Regions from separate parts of the Sus scrofa genome. Here region 2 is linked to region 1. The links are chromatin contacts, called in public Hi-C maps. All regions are on one chromosome and are shown on one strand. The core of a region is the stretch at or near the end of the contact, and the rest is flanking DNA. Distances in the headings are between cores, read along the strand shown.

Region 1 (4,321 bases), core at 920-3,419:
TCCGGCATGGGCCGGTGGCTACAGCTCTGATTAGACCCCTAGCCTGGGAACCTCCATATGCTGCAGGAGCAGCCCTAGAAAAGGCAAAAAAAAAAAAAAAAAAAAGACAAAAAAGAAAAAGAAAAGAAAAATCGAGATTTGTGTCTGACAGCTGACTTAGCACAAGATAATACTATTTAGGACAATATTCCAAACCCTCCAAAGCCAAAGGAAGATGAAATTAAGAATTGTAGCTCTTAGAGAGACATCATAGTATGTCTCATTTTCTACCAAGCCAAGCTACAAAACACCCACTAGTGACACTTGGCTTTAGCTATCCAAATGCATTTATTTATTCCTGTGACAACTTGAGCTTGGCAGAACACTGAGAACTGGTGGCTGAGAAAGGAAAATTCAGTCTTCCTGCTCAGAAAAATTCTAAGACATCCTTGTAAACACAGCATTGCCAAGAGGGCTTATGTATGAATCAGCCGTAAATGTTAAGTGGGCTGATGAGGGTTGCAGAGTTTATGAGAATTCTGATGAAGCAGCACTAAGAGTGTCTGTCAGTTATTGTACGAGTGTGGTGCAGTCTATAATTTGACTTGTTTAGGTCTTTTTGTTATTATATATTATGCTTCACTGAAGCTTGTTGCAAGCTCTCTTTTTCCTTTGCTATCAGAATTGCCCTGCTTCATGAATGAGAATTGAGGCTTTGTGGCAAGAATGTTAAATATTCCTTCAAACTCCAAATATGGAAAGGGCTGAGAGATGGTTATGTTTTATTAGCATCTGATTCCAGGAACATGATCCCAGTTCTCCTAATTTCCTAGTCATAGATGAATTTTGGTGTTCACCACGGTCTAGTTGGATCCCCTTTAAAGTACCTAGGAACCAGATCAAAGTGATGAGTATGCAGATGGTCAAGTAGAACGTTGTCAGGCTTCCAGAATCTTCCCTGTTCCAAGGCTCAGTACTATCTGGACAGATTTAGCAAAGAAATACATTTACTGTATTTTATCTGACAATATTATTAAGGCCTTTGGTAGCTCTATCTTAGTCCTGTACCATCAGAGGGGGGAAAAAAATCTGAGATTAGTCATCAAAACCTGGAGCAATACTTCTCAAAGTCTGGTCCCAGATAAACTACAGTAGACTAACCTGAGGAATCTGTGAAAAAAGTAGATTACTGAGTTTCACCCTCGACTCACAGAAACAGAAATTCCAGGAATGAACCTGGGGATATGCATTTTTGATGCTTTTGAGGCACATCAAAGCATTAAAGGATTATTTAATGTCTTTCTTCTCCCAGCAGTACATACGCAAAGCCTTTTTCTGCTTGTAGAAAGGAGATAATAAAAGTACAGTATCTGACATTAATGATGTCCTTAATAAATATTCATCCTTAATCCTTTCTTAAAGGAACTTTGGGCTTCAGGAACAAGAGTGGGTGTATAACCAAGGTCCTTTCCCAGTCCCCTGAAGGAAAGAAAGTCAGAGGCCACCTTTGTTCACCTCCATATAAACTAGGCCCTAATCCATCTAGACATGACCCTCTCCGGGCTAGCAGTCAGGAGAGCCTCTGGGCAGTGGCTCCAGCAATACATGTTGAGAGCTGTTTGTGTGGCAAGCAGAATGGATCTTCAGTCAGTGTGCAGAGAAACCTGCAATTATTTACCCCTTCTCTTAATTACTACTGTAATTCTTTCCCTTCTGGATCAAAGAGTTAAAAATCAAAATTCCACACACAACCTCCCACATTTCCACCCCCCTCCCCACTCTTCCTAATTTTAATCTCTGCATTTTCCAGCATTTTATCTGAAAGTCAGTCACGATTAATGAACAGATCACTGCACGTTGAGAACCTTGTGCCAGAAAACGGGGTAGAATCCAGCAGACTCAAGATTTGGGTTTAGAAAGACTACAGGCCCCAACATGCAAGTTCCCCTTTCAAAGACTACCATTCCCAACATGCAGTGCAGTCAGGGTTAGCAAAGGAAAAGAACTGGCTGGAAATTCCCAGCTTAGTAGGAAATTTTGCCTTGGTGCCACCCTCAGGCAAAGGAATGATTTCGAAAGGCCCCGGAGGATATTTTTCGCAGAAGTGGTCACTCCCTAAATCCCGGCAAGGAAGGGGAGGAGTCTGATCCCTGTCCCTCCCCTTCTCCAGTAAACTTCTGCCGCTCTAGGTTTGGCGGCGGGAGTTCGAGGGACCTGGAGCAACTACACACCCCAAGCTTTCCTAATGGTTTCAGTTACAAGATCCGTGTTTGGAGACCTCCCCTCGGGGGCAGGGACGGTGGAAAAGTTCCAGCTGCAATCAGACCAGCTGAGAGTGGACATCATCTCCTGGGGCTGCACCATCACGGCCCTGGAGGTCAAAGACAGGCAGGGCAGAGCCTCAGACGTGGTGCTTGGCTTTGCTGAATTGAAAGGTGGGTTGGATTCCGCCCCGGGCTGCGGAGGGGCCCCAGGCCCATCCGTTAACACCGCCTCACACTGGAGACTCGCGCTGCAGGGATGCGGGGCCGAAGGGAAGTACTGAGGAGTGCTTGGATCTGACTCACTCACTGTGTTGCGATCTAATGTTTGGAAAAAACGAACTGCTGTAGGACTTGGTCTCTGGTTGTACATTCAGGCCTTTGTCTTAATTTTTAGAAAGTCAGTTGAGGGTAAAATAAAACTGCAGCAACTCTGGAATGATCTTTGAACTGCTTGATCTCTGAGGGTGAGAGGAAAGTGCAGGCCGGAGGGGGTGTGGCTCCCAGTTCTTCCCTTGTGCCCTTTTTGAAGAAGGAAAAAAATTAAAAGACATGCGTCTTCTACTTCCTTCTTGTTTAGATTCTCTTCGAGGTCTGGTGGTTTCAGAAATGCTCCATAACATAAGCTCAGCAGGTGCAAACAGCTTATCTGCTTTCGTCTGTGGGTACAGTGTCCCGCACCCCTTGGCTGATCAATACCCATATTGTCAAGAAAAGAGTCTCTTTGTAACTGGGATGGATTTTATTTTGTGGGAATCTGTAGGCAATTAAAAAATGTGTTAATTCATTCAGACACTGTTGAATCAGTTATCTGATCAGCGAGAAAGACAAGGTCCCCACCCTCATGGAAATTGCAATTTATTTTTTAATTTTTTTTTCTTTTTTTTTTTTAGGGCTGCACCTGAGGCATATGGAGATTCCCAGGCTAGGAGTCGAATCGGAGCTACAGCTATGCCACAGCCACAGCCATGCCAGATCCAAGCTGAGCCTGTGACCTACATGACAGCTCATGGCAACGCCAGATCCTTAACCCACTGAGCAAGGCCAGGGATCAAACCTGAAACTTCATGGTTCCTAGTTGCATTCGTTTCCATTGCACCACGATAGGAACTCCAGAACTTGCAATTTAGATGTGGAGATAGACCTTAGCCAAAAAATTGCACAAATAAATAGTTACAACTGCACTTTGATCAGGGCAAAGGAAAATGGGCATAGTGCTTGCTATTTCTTGGCACACCTGAGTAGCTAGACAGAAAAGGAGGTCTGAAAGTTGGCAAAAGGCAAATGCTTGAGAATTAATTCTCTGCTCCTTGGTAGGGGCTTGGACAAAATTTGTAAGAGAGGAGGTTTGGGGTTTTCCTTCAGGTGTCTGGTTCTTTAGATATGTAACATGGCTCATGGTTGGAGATCAACAGAAAATTGAGAGTATTGGTTTTCCCTTAAGAGACTGAAATTGGCTTCCTATTTCCTTAACAAAATATATCACGAGTATTCCTGAGGATTCTATTCCTTGCCCTCTGGTTGATTGTCTTTTTTTTTTTTTTTTTGTCTTTTTTTGTCTTTTGTTGTTGTTATTGTTGCTATTTTTTGGGCCGCTCCCGCGGCATATGGAGGTTCCCAGGCTAGGGGTTGAATCGGAGCTGTAGCCTCTGGCCTACGCCAGAGCCACAGCAACGCTGGATCCGAGCCGCGTCTGCAACCTACACCACAGCTCACAGCAACGCTGGATCCTTAACCCACTGAGCAAGGGCAGGGACCGAACCCGCAACCTCATGGTTCCTAGTCGGATTCGTTAACCACTGCGCCACGACGGGAACTCCTGGTTGATTTCTTTAACTGCTTTGGAGCCTCCACAACTTGGCTTGGAGAAGATAACATAACCTTCAGCAGAATTTCTTTTGTAATTTCAGCAAGTTTATTAGAGGACACTCACTAGTAGGAAGCTGCAGGGGCTGGGAAAAATCAGCTTTACTTCCCCTTGCTCTCCACATCCCCTTCAGGTGTTCATATCTTCTGTCTTCAGAGTCAGAAGGCAAGAGAGTTGACAAGTGACAAAAGAGTCTTTTTTTTTTTTCGTCCCG
Region 2 (4,535 bases), core at 168-2,667, 270 kb before region 1:
CAACATGTCCATAGGCTAATAACATAAATGATGAAATACATTTCACGTAAGCTTTTCTATTAAAGTCAGTCTTCTATCAAAATGTTTTACATTTTATCTCACGAAACCTTTAACAGACTGTAGAAGTCTGAACAACACAGTTCAAATTTAGTGTAGGTTAAAAAAAAACAAAAAAAAACTCCTATCTATGCTATTGCCATACTTACCTAACCATAAACTTTTACTATTTACAAGTCTTTAAAAAACTTTATGCCTTTAAGTACCACCAAAATACTCAATCAGGATTTCAGGCGTTCAATTCACATCATAGTGAAAGATCAAATGCTAAACTCCTAAAAATAGGGGTGTTATGAGAGGGACACACAACACCCCGCTGCCAAGGCAAATGCGTCTTCGGGGGCAGGGGCACTCCTTGAACACGTACAGTAAGAGTTCACATTCAGCAAAACCAGGGAGCGAAGGATCAGGTGATTTCGCACCACCAACACTTTCAGTCTAACCAGGCCTTACTATGTTCTCAGTACTAGCACACAGCACATAAACCCCAGTTTTGACAATTAAACCCGAACTTGCATCCTAGCCACGCGTTACCCACTTGAATGGGTCCGGGAACCGAGGGGCCACGAACGCGGGCCCCAGAGCACAGCCTTGGCCTGCGGACTGCGGTTCCCTCCTGGAAGGGCGTCTGGAGAGCTTTCCGACCTGGCAGCGAGGTGTCCGCTCCCCCAGTGCGCTGCGCGTCCTCCTCCTCCACGGGGCCCATCACGACCTGGATAACCCTTCCTCCCTTTCCCCGCGAGGAACAGAGAGCATTAAGTGCCGGCCTAATGACAGGTCGTCCAGCAGCTTCCGAAGAGCCTTAGGACCGAGCCACGCCGCAGCCTAGCTCCCCGCGCCCCGGGTCGGCGGCCCCTGCTCAAGGCCGCCCCCTCAGGTCGGGGCGGACCCAGCCACAGCCACGCGGCGGGCGGGCGGCGGACAGGGGGCCGGGCCGGGCGCAGCGGCGCGCGAGCCGCCAGTACACTCGACAGCTGCGGGAGCCGCCGCCACGGGGCCGCCCTTTCGGGCCGCGCGCTGCTGGAGCCCGGGGCGCGGCGGGGGCTAGGCCCGGCGGCCAGACGCGGCGGCAGAAGGAAGCTGAGCCAGCCGCGGACGACGACCCCGCCGCCTGCGGCCGGTGCCCGCGAGCTCGAGCGGCTCTAGCCCTCTCACCACCCGGCCCTGCGGCCTCCACCGCGCCGGCCCGTACCTAGGAGGGTCGTGGACGAGACGTGGTTAACCGCGGTGTTTGGGTCACTGGTCCGCCGCCGGCGCCGCAGCCCCAGGTGCGGCTGCTGCCTCCGCGCTGCCTCGTCCCCCTCCGCCATCTTGTACCGATTTAAAATTAACTCCCCACTGACGTCAAACGCCGCCGCCGCTTTATCAACCTCCCGGGAGCCGGCGGGGCGCCGTTGGGTCCTAGCGCCGCCCTCAAGCTACTCCTCCTGGTCCTCCCCACGCCCTCCCTCGTCCCGCCCCTCGGAGCCCTCGCTCCGCCCCCGCTCTGCTTGCAAGCCTGCCTGCTGCTCGGTTTTCCCAGCCTTCCACTTTGGGGAGAACTTGGGCAGCGTTCCACCCCGACAGTCTCACACTCCCACCGCCCTAAGCTCATTGCCACACCTCAGCTCTGGACTAGGCTGTGTAAACGAAGAAGGATTCTCCGGAGAGCCAAGTCCCTCCTTCCTAATTCAGTAACCCAATTCTCTTGACAGCTCTTCTCCATGATCGTTGACTCGTGCACTGCACGTGAGGTTGCTTTCACACTCCTTTCCTTCTCTCCCTTTTATTCCCACCTCCTCCCACAGCTGTGCTCCCCCTCCTCCCTTCTTCGTTCCTCCTTCCCCCACCCCCACACTCCCCGCCACACTATTGCTGGTGCCCTGCTTTTCCTCATGTTCTTTCTTGCACAAGTCTCCAATGTTGTTTCCCATCCAGAGACCATCCTATGGTTCGTTTGCCATCGCTTCCTTCTAATTATGAGACCCTCCTCTTATCTTCTTAACTGTGCATACCCTTGCCTTCCTGCTCCTAGCCCCTTACAGGGGCAAACCAGAAAGCATTCTAATCATAAAAAGACTTGTAGCAGGTCCTTTCCGAACTGTGATAACCTTCTTCAAGGGGTCCAGTGACATCTTATAGAAAGTTCAGGTCGCTTTTAAAAGGAAAGCCACCCTTTGGAGACTTCTGTGAAACAGTCCCTATTCTTTTGGGTGTTTACCATTATCGCCAGCTGCATTAGATTCTCCTTTTCTCTGGTAAAGACATGTGTCCAGGTGTCCAAACCGCTGTCTTGGACAGGTCTTCTCACAGCCCTTCATCCTGAATGACCACTACAAAAGCATTGATGTCATCAAAGCTTACAGGGTACCATTCTAGAAGGGGGGTTGTTGGGCCATTTCTTTATTCATCTGTTTTTGTATTAATAGAAAGGGATTTGGGGCTCCTCCTGGACCTCCTAACTCCCTGCATCCTGGTTCGATGCCCCTGGTCCAACCTAAGCACCAAGTTGTAAGCCCTGTTTGATGATGGATTTCCTGTCATAATCTCCCTATAAGGCATCTATTTAATATTGCCTGCAGTCTGCTTTATACAGGGTATTATCATCTGAGGTATGAGAGAAGATGCAAAGATGAGTATTTTTGCCAGCAAAGAATAAATTTCCAGTTAGAATTAGCAGCTAACTTAGTACTGAGCCCACTCCATCAGGGACCCCCAGAGTTAAGGCTGCACTGCTAGTCAAGTGACCTCCTAGCCAGTGTCCTTTCCACTAGGAAACAGTTTATTTCATAGGCTACTACAGTGCCCTGGACAGGTCCAAGTCTCCTGACTCTAAGGAGGGTAAAGAAGCCAAACACAAGTACTGTCAAGAGACTGAGCACTATCCCATGGTCACCTCAAATCCATATGTTTTAAGGGCCTTCCTCCATTTTCCCCAGTCAACCATCCCTCTGCAATTTCTCATCACAGTGAAACCTCAGTGTTCCTGCAGACATCTCCCTCCCTCTATACCCAGCAAATCCACATGACAACTATTCTGACTTCTAAATCTTACCCAGCTCACCTCCTCCCACCCCCTCAGCCTTCCTCTTGATTCAGACCCCATCATCTCCCAGTGGACTTGCTATAACAACTTCCCTGCTCTTCCCCCCTTCTCCTGTGGGTCCTCCACATAGACTGTCTTGAATTTTCTTAGATGCAAATTTATTCATGTGATTTCGCTGATCAGGATAAAGTCCAGACTCTTCAAAATAGTTGACGAGAACGTTCATGCTTTGGGCTCTACCTTTATAACAAGCCTCATTTTTCACTACTCTGTCATTTGTTCCTTCATTCTTTCATTTAACAAATGAATTTTGACACTGTTGTGTGTGCTGAACAGACGATGACAAACAAGACAGACAAAATTGCTTTCCTTGGTTTTTGTTTCTTTCCATACCCCAGACAGACTCCTTCCACCACACAAAAAAGTGAGCATCCAAGAGCTCAGGGATCTGTCTTCAGGCTATCTCCAGCACTTAAGCCAGTGCCTACTACATAACAAGACCTCAAAAAATATCTGTGAATAAATGAATGAATAAAAGAATGAAGGAATAGGTTACACTCTTACACTGATTCACCTAATGTTTCTAAACTTCCAGGTCCTCATTCTTTATAACTAACTATATAACAAGTCCTTTATGGGATCAAATCAATGTATTGAGAGCATTTTCTTGACTCTAAAATAGCCAACACTTATGGAATGTTTACTGCTCAAAATACTTTACATATGTTAAGTCATTTAATCCTAACAATAATCCTAAGACATAAATGCTAATGCTATTCTCACCTTACAGATGGAGAAATTGAGGCACTAAGAGGTTAAAAACTTGCCTGAATGGCAGGACTGGCATTTGAAGGCAGGCTTTCTGGGCCCAGGGCTTATTCTCATAAACACCATAATAGTATTCAGCTTATAGACTGAATTCCTGGAGGGCAGAATCCATAGTTTATCCACAGCAGATACTGTGGGATTCTGCTTTCAGTTAGTGTAAATTTTATTAAAAGCTCTTTCTGCCAAATAAACAACCTTTTAAATTTTTAAAATCCCATTAATAAATGGGCGAAAGACATCCACAGACGATTCACCAAAAAGAATTATCAAAGTGGACCTTAAGCATATGAAAACTGTTCAGTTTTACTCATAATAAGAGAAATGCAAATTAAAACAACACTGAGACACCATTTCTCACCCATCAGGTTGGCAAAAATTCAAAAGCTTACAATTACACTCTGTTGGCAAGGACGCGGAGGAAAACAGACACTCTCCTACACTGCCTTCTCACTGGGAATGCAAAATGGTATAACCCCTATGGATAGGAGCTTGGCAATATCCAACAAAATTCATTCGCACTTACACTTTGACATGCCAGTCTCACTTCTGGGCATTAACCCTGAAGATTCAGCTCCAATAATACAAAAAAAAAAAATTTTTTTTCATTACACAAGGTTACTCACTG

Evidence for each region. A called contact is a pair of places that touch in the nucleus more often than the background predicts.
Region 2: a Hi-C map of liver shows a contact between it and region 1, with 4 times the contacts expected there. The contact joins the promoter of ATL2 here to the promoter of GALM in region 1. A contact is called at or near these places in 2 of 47 Hi-C or Micro-C datasets (heart right ventricle and liver).

Annotation. Positions count from the first base shown.
Region 1 is chr3:101,680,669-101,684,989 of Sscrofa11.1, reverse strand. GALM (galactose mutarotase) reads left to right here and starts at 2,169. Exons shown (of 7, transcript NM_214406.1): 1 at 2,169-2,414. The coding sequence starts at 2,225.
Region 2 is chr3:101,954,071-101,958,605 of Sscrofa11.1, reverse strand. It overlaps ATL2 (atlastin-2), which reads right to left and starts at 1,417. Exons shown (of 14, transcript XM_005662612.3): 1 at 1,250-1,417. The coding sequence starts at 1,367.